Linked DNA regions of Cricetulus griseus: region 2 is linked to region 1. Evidence: chromatin contacts called from public Hi-C data. All regions are on one chromosome and are shown on one strand. Each heading gives the region's core, a stretch centred on a gene start, on an enhancer-like site or on the middle of the called end of the contact. The rest is flanking DNA. Distances are from core to core; before and after follow the strand shown. Region 1 overlaps Cast (calpastatin). Region 2 has its middle 40 kb from the start of Cast.

Region 1 (6,121 bases), core at 2,251-4,750:
AGAGAGCATAATTGCAAAATACTTTTTTAAAACTTCTAATAACCCAGTGTCTAACAAGAAGAACATAAATAAGCTACAGAAATCTGAGTAGATTGTTGGGTGACATTTACAAAAACAAATATGAAATAGAAACAGGAAGTCACAAGTTGAACAGATGTCTCAGTGGTTAAGAGTACATACTGTTCTTCCAGAGGGCCCAAATTCAGTTCCCAGCACCCACAAAAGGTAGCTCACAGCTTTTTCTAACTACCGCTTCAGAGGATCCAGTGCCCTCTTGTTAGCTTCATGGGCAACCGTTCTCACATACACATTCACCTTCACAGGTGCACATACATACACATAATTAGCAGTAAAAATAGGTGTAAGAAAATAGAAATGAGAAGTTGTAAAAATACTATAGAGATGGAAATAGAAAGACAATGCATCCAAAACTGCTGAGAGGCATGAGTAAAGGTGATCGGCAGCATGAAGTGGTTTGAAGAGTTGTATTTTAAGCAATGATATGGTGGTCATAATCTTATATGCAACATGTTAACAGTAACTTTTTAATAAAAGGAATTTGAAGATGCCAAACTTTCTGCTGCCATCTCTGAAGTAGTTTCCAAGACGCCTGCTCCCAACACGAACGCAGCAGCCCCACCACCTGACACTGAGGTAAGCAACATGTCTTCCTTGGGAAATATTCTTAAAATAGCAACGTGAAAGAAAATAAGGCACTGTCTAGCACAAATGAAAACAGGAAAAATTATTGGAAAGACTGGCAATGTCCCCTTGTATTACCGAAAGCCTTAGATTGGTGATTCTGGGAGACAAGTCCTATCTGTGAGGTGACAAGAAATGGCAGGATAATGGCTCTGAGTTTTATGGCTGTACTTTGTCATGTCCTCCCCCATCTGATATCACTTAGAGGAGCCACAAAACCAAAGACATACTCATGCTCTGCTGAGAACTCTGCTTGCTAGCCGTCTGACTATATTAGTGGATTAAAATGGAAATCAATTTGTTTATGGAATCTCTAGGTACTATTTAGGTCACTTATTTGTCTGTAGCCCCTGATATTTCCAACAAAAGACTTCCTTAACCTGGTGGTATTTTCATGAGCAAGCTGTCTAGCGGAGGCGGAAGCTTGCACTGCTCTTTGTCTCTTCCACTGTCAGCATATCCGTCCCCTGACACTGCCTATTCCTGTGACTTACTCCTAGATGTTCATACTGAAATGATGGGGTTCCTGGGTGATTTTCCTGAACAATTTGGCCAACTTGTAACTAATTGAGAATTATTTACCTTTTAGCACAGAGACAAAGACCTCAATGATGCTTTGGATGAACTCTCTGACAGTCTTGGGGAAAGACAGCCTGACCCAGATGAAAACAAACCAGTAGATGACAAAGTAAAGGTAAAAGATAATCCCCTCCCCTCCACAGAGGAGAAAGACACCCTGGCATTGTCTGGAGGTGGGGAGCATCTGGGCCACTCCATCTAGTTGTCCTGTTTTATGGGGTAGCTTGCATTTATTTTTTCTCACTAAAGATTATGTTTGGGGTACAGATGGCATTACAGAAAACATTCCTGTTTCCAGACTTAATTATAAAATGAAAGCACAGCTATGTTTGAAGTTTTTTTTTCCTCTTCCAATATTTTTTTCCTGGTCTTATTTGGGAATCAGGACCTTTACCCAAAGGCATATACTTGAGTGGCTACCCTTTGAATTCATAGTGGCAGAGCTTACACATGTAGCACAGATTTCCCCTGTACCTCTTTTGCAAGTATAACCGAATCTGCATTCAAACTGTATGTGAGAACTTTTACTCAGCAGAAGTATATCTAGAAGGACATAATGAACTAACTGCACTATATTCACTGTGTATAAACATTTATATTTACAACACAATATTTAACAAGCCATTGCAACTGACTTGATCATATATTAGAATCAAGAAATAACTGGAGTTGGGGAGATGGATCAGTGAGTAAAGTGCTTGGCACACAAGCCTAACAAGATGAGTTCAAATCCTTGGTCATGTAGTGTGAGTGTCTATAATTCCAGCTCATACACAGAGATCAGAGGCACAGACAAGAGAGCAGTTGGAAGCTTGTGGACCAGCTAGTCTGGTATGTGCATTGGCAAAGCAACAGACCCTATATGAAACAAAATGGAAATTGAGGAATGACATTCAAGGTTGTTCTCCAACCTCTATACCCATGCTGTGGCGTGCACACATGCACACACACACTCTCACACACACACACAAATCATGCACACGAGAATAATAGAAGAAATAAGAGAAGTAACTTTCTGAGCATCTGAAGCAATGTTGAAAAGATGCAGGACATTGTAATTGTCATTCTATCATCATTGTGTAACTATTGAGATTAACTTAACCTATATTTTTAAAACTAAATTGTAATGCAGCACAGAGATTAATCTGTACTCCACAGAATCTGTGATCAAGACCAGGGAACCTCATAGGGAGGGGTACCAGGATGTCCATGGCTTGCTCAGCAGCGGGTATGCTCAGGTGTCAGTGTCTTCTGTCTTGCCCCTTTGCAGTGTTTTAAAATGGAATTACAAATATTATCTCGATGTGTGCCAAGGCATGGAGACCTGGCTTTTAATATGAAAAGCAAAATCTAATCAGAAAAAAACCATTTCATTCCATTGGGCTTCTAGCTACCAATAAAGTTTCTGAGAGTAACTATTTGATCCTTTCATTTGAAAATTCAGATATGGGCTGACACATAGAAAATAGGTATTCACATTTTCAGCAGCTCTCTGCTTACCATCCATTTTGTTGCTCTGTTTCTTATGTTTTGTTTCAGGAAAATACAGTAACTGTAGTGTATTTTGTAAGTGAAGAAGGAAATGAACATCCTTTTATTTCTTCAATGTTTATAGGAAAAAGTTAAAGCAGAACATAGTGAAAAACTGGGAGAAAGAGAAGACACCATCCCACCTGACTATAGGCATCTTCTGGACGATGACGGGCAGGTAAACTAAGGCACACAGTCTATTTTAGGTCACTGCTCTAACTTGTCTGGAAGTGAATGGAAACTTCACTCTTGCAGTGCATAAAAACACATCATGACAGTACTTTTAATGTCCCCCTAGAGGTGACAAGTAGGGTTTCTACCCCTCTTCTTGAGATAGTCTTATTACTCATGTTCTGAGTCCTGCTGTAAAAACACCACTGAGTAATGCTTACTGATTCTTTATAATTATCCCAAGAAATATATAGTTAATTTTTCAAGAAGTTTCTAAAAAATGACTGAAGCAATGAGATGTCACAGTAAGCAGTCTGTGTGTAAAGAGACCAGATGAGGTGCAGTGGTGGAAAAAACTGAGAGGGCAAATAAACAAGACTGCCCATCTCCCTTCTCCCACAATAATGCAGTGCCTGGGGACAGATAAAACCTCTCTGTAGTCACCCATCTGTTTCCCCATTACACAGTCCCTAAATTTTTGTTTCCTTAAGCCACAATGATTGCCTCCCCCTTTCTGTTTGGGGATGGATGAGTCATCCTTCCCAAGCCTGTTATCAATGGAGCAAGAAGTCCAAGTTCCATCTGTATACTCTGAAGCCTTCAGTGGGGAAGCCCCTCCCCGACCAAAGTCTCAGTGCCTGCTGGAATAGGAGCTGTTCATTTTACTTACATTAAGTATTCCTGGCAATTCTGTATCCTGCTATTATTCACCATCCCTCATGTTGATATTGCCACATCATCTTGCTTGCCATCATTGGAGGTGTTTCATTTAGCCCTTGCCTTAAGATGGATAAAAGCCCTATAAGTTAGTGGTACATGTAATTCCTGTCTGAAGATAATCTTTGGAGTTGGCTTATACATATATGTGGTTAAACAAACATCTACCTTGTTTTTAAGGGTAAACCAGAGAAGCCACCTACAAAGAAATCAAAGGTAAATACCATAATGTATACTTCCATTGTTCTTAGTATAGATGTAGCCTTCTTTTAAACTTTAAAGAACTAAAATTTGTCAGATATTTTTGTTCTGTGCCAATGTGTGCAGATATGCAATTATATTACTAACTCTAATTTATTTCTCACAAGAGCCTTTTAAAAACATTACCAGATTTCTGAGTGAGAAAACGTTTAGTAAAGAGTGTAAGATTAACCAAGCATGGTGATGCATGCCTTTAACCCCAACTTTTTTAAGGGAAACAGAAAAATAAGAAGTTCACAGTTACGTAGTGAATTTGAGATTGGTTTAGGCTACATGAGACTGTCCCCTAACCCCCAAAATGAAAGAATATAAGAAAATGAAAATGCTCAGGTTTTCCTGCCTTATGTATCCTTTACATAGTATAGTCTTTTTAGGAAAACAAATGCCAGTGAGCGTTTCTTGTTAAGCATATCTTACTGTTAATTGTGTGAGATGGTTATCTCCATGTGTTTCTGCTAACATCATAGAAGCCTGATCATGACCAGGACCCCATTGATGCCCTCTCACAAGATTTGGACAGCTGCCCCTCAACTACAGAGAACTCACAGCATACAGGAAAGGTACTATGCTTTTTCATACTGATTTCTTTGAACTACACATGAGCATGTATATACACATCTACGCAATTTTCACAGTGTAGAATGAATAGAATAATGTTATAGAAGAGTTACAATTCTACTGCCTACAGCACTGTTATTTGGTATATTTCCTTGCCTTTGTCAGTAAACATTTTTACAAAATTGATAGCATTTCCTATAGGTTCTGCATGTGGCCTGTAACCTCCAAAGACAACATTTTTGTTCGTCACATGGTTTTGTGAGTGACAATAAGTCTGTGCTCATTTCTTATGACAGTCTTTGACCGCCTAATCCTTCTTCTGCTCATTTGTTCTCTGGAGTTTCCTCCTGTCCCATCCTGGTGCAGCTGTCTGACTCAGACTCTGCAGGACCACTTCTGGTCTTTGTGCCCTCTCAGGCTATCCCAGCAGCCTTTGCACACTCTCTCCTTGCATATGGTCACCTAGCACCAGCTACCTCTTTCCCCTTGAGCTGGGCACTGCATACAGTAGTTGTGTTGTGCCAGGTTCGTAGAGCCTAGAGACTAACCCAAGGAGTTGACACTCTGATGCAAAAGCAAAAGGTTTCATTTTATTTCAAGCTGGCCAGCTAGGATCTCACTGCATGGCAAATGAGATGCCAACCAGCCAAAAAGAGAAGCTTTTAAAAGGGCAGATCATAAGGTTGAAGGCTACAAATTTCAGAGTTTCCATGGTTACTTAAGGTCATACAAAATACAGAGTAAAGCAGTAGCTATATATTTTAAGTGAGATACATTCAGGCATGGGCTTGCAGGGTTACAGGGTTACAGGGTCTGTCAGTTATTCCTTGGGCTGGGAGGATCTTTAAGACCAGCAATTAGCAAAGGAATGTTAACAGGAGTGGTGGACAGTTGCTTCCCCTTGTCTGAGAGCAGGGGATTAGGCACCAGCCATGGCACTCCTGATTTAAGGAGTTAAATTTTCCTTTACCATTAGAAGTTCCCTTTTCAGGGCCTAAGTTTTTAAACTTTTATTAATTTTAATTTTTGCTCCCTCAGTTGTATATTTGATTTCTATGCCCAGATTATCAGGGTGCTTATATTTAATAACTGCTCAAAGCATGTAATTTGAACTGAGTAAAAAACTAAACCCTTTGTTTTGTTCCATGAATGTATGTTAGTGAATGAATGAAAACAACTGTGTAATTCAGCAGTTGAGGTGCACTTAACCTATAGAACACATCTTGTAAGTCACACAAAAGGAAGTGTGGGTATTGCAGTCTGTTTGCTGTTGTTTTGGCTGCTTTTCAACACAGCTTGGCATCATGCCCTCCACACCAAGTGATTGAATTTACAGACTCCCTCATCCTCCTGCCTCTCTTCTGGAAATGCCTAACTGATGTTTCTGTCTCCTTTCCTTTGCTTTCCTCTATTTTTCCTTGTCCCCCTTTATTTTCCCATTCCTTTCCTCTACTCCCCTGTTTTCTCTCCCCTCCATTCAAATCTATTCCTTCCTTTGTTTCCACTTTTTTGGTAAATGTACTGTGCTTTTGTATGCAAGCAGTACAGCTTTCTGTAACAGTTTCTATTGTTAGATTCATTTCTCTGCAACACTGAAAACAGG
Region 2 (6,042 bases), core at 3,275-5,774, 130 kb before region 1:
CCTCGCTCAGAATGGTTTCTTCTAGTTCCATCCATTTTCCTGAAAATTTCAAGATTCCATTGTTTTTTTCCTCTGAGTAGTACTCCATTATGTAAATATACCACATTTTCTCTATCCATTCTTCAGTTGAGGGGCATCTAGGCTGCTTCCAGTTTCTGGCTATTACAAATAGTGCTGCTATGAACATCACTGAACAGATGTCCTTGTCGTATAAGTGTGGTTCTTTTGGGTATATGCCTAAGAGTGGAATTGCTGGATCTTGTGGTAGACTGATTCCCATTTTCTTGAGGAGTCACCATACTGATTTCCAGAGTGGCTGTACAACTTGGCACTCCCACCAGCAGTGGAGAAGTGTTCCCCTTTCTCCACATCCTCTCCAGTATAAACTGTCATTGGTGTTTTTTATTTTGGCCATTCTGACAGGAATATGATGATATCTCAGAGTTGTTTTGATTTGCATTTCCCTGATGGCTAAGGATGTCGAACACTTTTAGATTCCTCTGTTGAGAATTGTCTATTTAATTCTGTACCCTATTTTTTAAATGGATTGTTTGGTATTTTGGAGACTAGCTTCTTGAGTTCTTTGTATATTTTGGAGATCAGCCCTCTGTCAGATGTGGGGTTGGTGAATATATTTTCCCAGTCTGCCAGCTGATGTTTTGTCTTGCTGACTGTGTCCTTTGCCTTACAGAAGCTTCTCAGTTTCAGGAGGTCCCATTTATCAGTTGTTGATCTCAGTGTCTGTGCTACTGGTGTAATGTTCAGGAAGCAGTTTCCCGTACCAATTAATTCAAGGGTATTTCCCACTTTGTCTTCTAATAGGTTCACTGTGTGTGGGTTTATGTTGAGGTCATTGATCCATTTTGGCTTAAGTTTTGTGCATGGCATTAGGCTTGGGTCTATCTGCAGTCTTCTACATGTCCGCATCCAGTTACGCCAGCACCATTTGTTGAAGATGTTCCCTTTGTTCCAGCATATATATGTGGGTTGTTTGTCAAAAATCAGGTGTTTGTAGGTGTGTGGGTTAATATCAGGGTTTTCAACTCTATTCCATTGGTCTACCTGTCTATTTTTGTGCCAATACCAACCTGTTTTCAGGACTATAGCTCTGTAATAGAGCTTGAAATTGGGGGTGGTGATGCCTCCAGAAGTTCCTTTATTGTACAGGGTTGTTTTGGCTATCCTGGGTCTTTTGTTTCTCCATATAAAGTTTAGAATTGTTCTTTCAAGGTCTATGAAGAATTGTGTTGGGATTTTGATGGGGATTGCATTGAATCTGCAGATTGCATTTGGCAAGATTGCCATTTTTACTATGTTGATCCTACCTATCCAAGAGCATGGAGATCTTTCCATTTTCTGGTATCTTCTTTAATTTATTTCTTTAGAGAGTCAAAATTCTTACAGTACAGATCTTTCACTTTTTTGGTTAGTGTTACCCCAATGTATTTTACATTGTTTATGGCAATTGTAAAGGGTGATGTTTCTCTGATTTCTTTCTCCACCAATGTGTCATCGGTATATAGTAGGACTACAGATTTTTTTGAGTTAATCTTGTATCCTGCCACTTTGCTGAAGGTGTTTATCAGCTGTAGGAGTTCCCTGGTAGAGTTTTTCGGGTCACTTATGTAGACTATCGTATCATCTGCAAATAGTGAGAGTTTGACTTCTTCCTTTCTGATTTGTATTCCCTTGAACTCCTTTTGTTGTCTTATTGCTCTAGATAGAACTTCAAGGACAATATTGAAGAGGTATGGAGAGAGTGGACAGCCTTTTCTTGTCCCCGATTTTAGAGGAATTGCATTGAGTTTCTCTGCATTTGGAGATTCTTAAATATGTCTTCAGCAACTACAAAACTATTTTATTATTTTGCTTCTTTTGTTTGATTTGATACTTGCCACTTTAAGTTATTTAATGTTATGGTTTCTTACTTAGATGTTATGTCTAAATCACAACCCTATTGATTTCCCGTTTAATAACTAACAAGACTAAGGTAAAAAATGACTAATAATATTCCAGTTGGGGGAGTGAAATAACACAGATGCTGTGGGCCCTATGAACTCACTTCAAGAACCATTTTAATGAACAGAAGAGCTACACCGATGAAGTTCCACCAAAATAGCTGCCTAAACATGACCTAAATAATGATGAAAACAGCAATAGACTCTATAATGTGTAAGGGGCACCCTCAGGTTTCTTCAACCCCAAACAAAGAACTGCAGGCAATTAGGGAATGCTGAGAATGGGAGACATAATCTTGCCCAAAGAAGAACATAACAATTGGTAATCCAACAGCAATGAATCAGCCCTGAAAATAAGACACAAGTAACATTATATGAACTGATACTGAGCAGGTTGTATTTTTGTATTTGAGAATACACACACAACAACAATTATAGAAAAGAGGCCATAAAATTTCAAAGAGAACCAAAGGTATGAGGTGGAAGAAAGAAAAGGAAATGATGTCATTATCTTATAATCTCAAAAAATATTAGAAATCTGTTGTATGTGAAGGAGTTGGAGGAAGAAGAGAAGAGGAGGAAGAGGAGGGAGGAGCAGCAGCAGCTAACTGACTAATGGGAAAATTCCACCAGGTGGCAGCAGAAGTTCTTTATTTTAACTCTAATGACTTCCTGTTGTTTTGTGGGTGAAAGGCAGGCTATTGGCAGATGACTGACTGCTTTATGCCAGGGCCATGACTCAGGGCCTCACACTCTTTCTTGCTGCCTCTGCAGGCCTGCCCAAAAGAGCACTTGTGTTTACAGTGTGTTTACATTACAAGTATTTTGCTGCCACAGATATACTCATAGCTTTCCCTAGAAACCTTGTCAAGAAACTTGAAAAGGAGAAGGGAAATCTCGATTTCCCTGGGCTGCTTTTCATAATGGTGCTGGTGCCTCGCAGAGACAGGGAGGTACGTTTGAAACATTCGGTTGGAGATGAGAAGAGTAAAGGAGTCATTTACTGGGGGGTCAGGGGTGCTACTCAAGCAAAGAAACCTGTAGTCCCGCCCTAGATTCAGGAAACCAGTCCTGATGCAGAGGGCTGTCAGCTTCACCCCAGAGCCCATAGTCCTAGGGGCTAGGATTCAGGTCAACCAAGCTTGCTTCAAGGGGATGTTTAACTTCACCCCAGAGGACCTGCAGCCAGTCCCTATGCAGCAAACCAGGCCCAATGCAGGAAACCAGTCCCGATGAAGAGGATCACCAACCAGCTTCATACCAGAGCCCAGGATGGGTGTCCCCAGCAGCACCACATTGTCCTTTTTCAATTCTTCTCTTTAATAACGATGATGATGATGATGATGATGATGATGATATGTGGGTTTTAATTATTAAAAGGAATCCAGCACTCCTTAATCTTTCTCACACTAAGCTTAGTCAAGTGAAAACACTCCAGTACCATGAACTACTGAGACTAGTCTCCAGCATAAGCCTGTGTGTGAGGAGGCTCCAGCACTGGCCTTTACTGTGCTTAGTGACATTCTGTAATCCTGGACAGGTCTCACCTTCTCTTCAGGCCTTATCCTGCAGTAACCTCTCTTCTACTGGTGTGTACAGCCCCAGGCTGTCTCCCAAACTGTACTAGCACAGTCTAGAGCACTTCTTCACAATGCAGTGGTGTGGAGAAGCTAGAACAGAAAACTGGAGCAGGGGCTAAGATTGATAGGGCTGGGGGAGTGCTCACTGGTTCTTGGGGCTCAGGCAGGCAGGCTCCTGAGCATAAGAGTAGCCAGACAAGAAATATAGTCCTGAGAAAAGAACCATACAGTTTAAGGATCCCTGCTTTTGCTCATATTTTGAGGGGAAGTAGGGAACACGCCACTGAAGTTCACTGCTCTTTACAGATCAATTGTCAAGAAATGCCTCAGTCTTGAGGCATTTCTTCTTCATCTGTATCTCTAGAAGGTGTTCCTCTTAGCCCATAAGTGATCTTCCATTGAGTAGTGTCCTAAGATACCTCCTCAATAGCCCTGACTCCATTCTACAGTCCTATGAAAGAGTCAGACAGAGCAAGTTTCCAAAGGTAGGACCTCTGGCCTCTTGTCACAGCCTCTCAAAAACAGAGTCTCTGTCAGTGCTAATGCAGCATGGACTGTGCTGCTGGTCAACTTTAGTACGTCAGTATATTTTACTCTCACTACTGTTCTGTGAGGTACCACTTATACACAAGTAAACAGCAGCATAGGATGGCCAAGTCACATCAACATCATCTACCTAGAAAGTGTACAGTTATAACATGAACTTGGGACTAATGTTCTGACCCAAATAAAATGTAGTATTCAGTGAGTGTGCCTTAAATTATTTATGAGGAAAGTTGCATTTTGGAAGATAACATGAGAAATAAGAAACCAAATATCCAACGACAAGTTTCTGGTCTGAAAAGTGATACAGCCTTTGGCATTCTGCTGTAGACCACAAGGTTTTGTTCTCTGGGTCTGAAGGTTGCAGTTCTGAGCACACCCCAGGGTGTGGTGCACTGCCACCTGGAACTATAGCTGTATTTTCTAAGCATTGCTTTGACCACGCCTCTGTCTTATCACTCTGACACAGATAGGCCACAGCTTGAGTCACAGTTAATACTCTGAGGCAGGTTACCACTGTGAATCACTTTGTAGAGCAAAGATGTCTTTAAAAGACATTCTTGCAACTTCATTCTACATTAATCTTTAGACCACAGTCTTTCTGGGAATCTACTAAAAATTACCTATCCTCTACACTCTCTCTCTCGCACACACACACACACACACACACACACACACACACACACACACACAGCAGAACCACAACTTTGAGAAAGTTTCTACATTCCTGGAAGCCTGTGGAGAAACTCCTGTAAGGGATTCTCTACCCTAGATGGCCACTGTTTGGTAGATTTAACTGGGAGGCACCTACAAATACCATTGTCAGCATTCCAAATGGCAAGCAAAGATGGGAAAGGATGAACTCAGACATTATTCAAAGGTATACCTTTATATCTTTATGAATACATATTGTAAAATAATTGTACTAGATTAAATAGTCCTGCCCAGTGCCTAAAGTGGAGAGGAAGATTTGGAGAGAATTTCAGCCAGACATAATGGCATTTACACAAGCAGACAAAGTCCAGTGATTCTCTCCTTCGAAAATATAGCTCTCCTGTCTAAATAGGACAAAGTTCTCTGAGGATGTTGGCTAAGGGGAACAACAGGAGAGTTCTTGGCTTGGAATCAGAAGACAACAAAGCCTTGAGTCCCATCAACATGGCCCTGCTCTCCTGACACCAGAGCCTACCTCTAGGAAGGATCAGTCTCCAGACTGACCAGAACCAGCGGTTCAGAGCCTCTTACCTTCCTGGGAAGTCTGTCAGTGCTTCATGCATCCTGGATCTAAAAGTAGTGTACAGAGCTTTGTAGTCAGGCTGGGGTTACCATCCATTCTGGCTTATTAGGCATTCTCCAGACTTTAGAGCTGAAAGTCTTACATCTCAGGAAACCCTTCAATCCTGGAAAAACCAGGAAGATGGTCACTCTGTTCAAATCCACATTCCTCATCGTACTGTCTGCCTGACTTTAAGAGTGTGCATAATCTCATGCACCTCAGTTTCTACTTTAAGTGAAGAAAATATCAACACAATTTAGAAGTTGTAAAGACTCAGTTAAAGGTGATGCATATTAGATACCCAGGACTATGAGGCCAGCCATAGTGTACTGGTGCCACTGCTGTCAAGGTAGGAAGGTTGGGCTCTCTGCTGTGGTTGCCTAAGTGCAAACAACTCCCTGCTCCCTTGCTTGCCTTCAAGCCATATTCCCTCCCAAATATGGCTTCAAGACAGACAGTTACCAGGCCCTAAATGCCAGTTAGCCATCAGAAATCAGAAGAACGTCTTCAAGATCAAATGTTACAGTTGCATTTAACTTTCCTTTTGCCGTTTTTTAACTTCTACCCTCCCTTCCAACTCTTTACACCTCATACTTCCAAACTTTCACCTGGAAATGTCTCAGAACAGGGTTATTAACTGTCACCAGGGAGTTCAATTAAAACAAACAAAAAACAGATTGTTAGT

The links. Hi-C and Micro-C count contacts between places; a contact is called where the count stands out from the background.
Region 2: a contact with region 1 is called in a Hi-C map of the CHO-K1 cell line, with 2.6 times the contacts expected there. The contact joins two enhancer-like sites. A contact is called at or near these places in 2 of 8 Hi-C or Micro-C datasets (both in the CHO-K1 cell line).

Annotation. Positions count from the first base shown.
Region 1 is chr2:296,078,545-296,084,665 of CriGri-PICRH-1.0, reverse strand. It overlaps Cast (calpastatin), which reads left to right. Exons shown (of 31, transcript XM_035440460.1): 24 at 556-654; 25 at 1,292-1,396; 26 at 2,897-2,989; 27 at 3,880-3,915; 28 at 4,428-4,520. Among named protein-coding and RNA genes, the nearest start is that of Erap1, 46 kb to the right of the region's middle. Within about 2 kb of position 3,500, at least 1 of the 6 cell types and tissues checked has open chromatin away from gene starts, as enhancers often do. A contact at or near this core is called in the CHO-K1 cell line, where this site is marked.
Region 2 is chr2:296,207,528-296,213,569 of CriGri-PICRH-1.0, reverse strand. No RefSeq gene overlaps it. Among named protein-coding and RNA genes, the nearest start is that of Cast, 40 kb to the right of the region's middle. Within about 2 kb of position 4,524, at least 3 of the 6 cell types and tissues checked have open chromatin away from gene starts, as enhancers often do. A contact at or near this core is called in the CHO-K1 cell line, where this site is marked.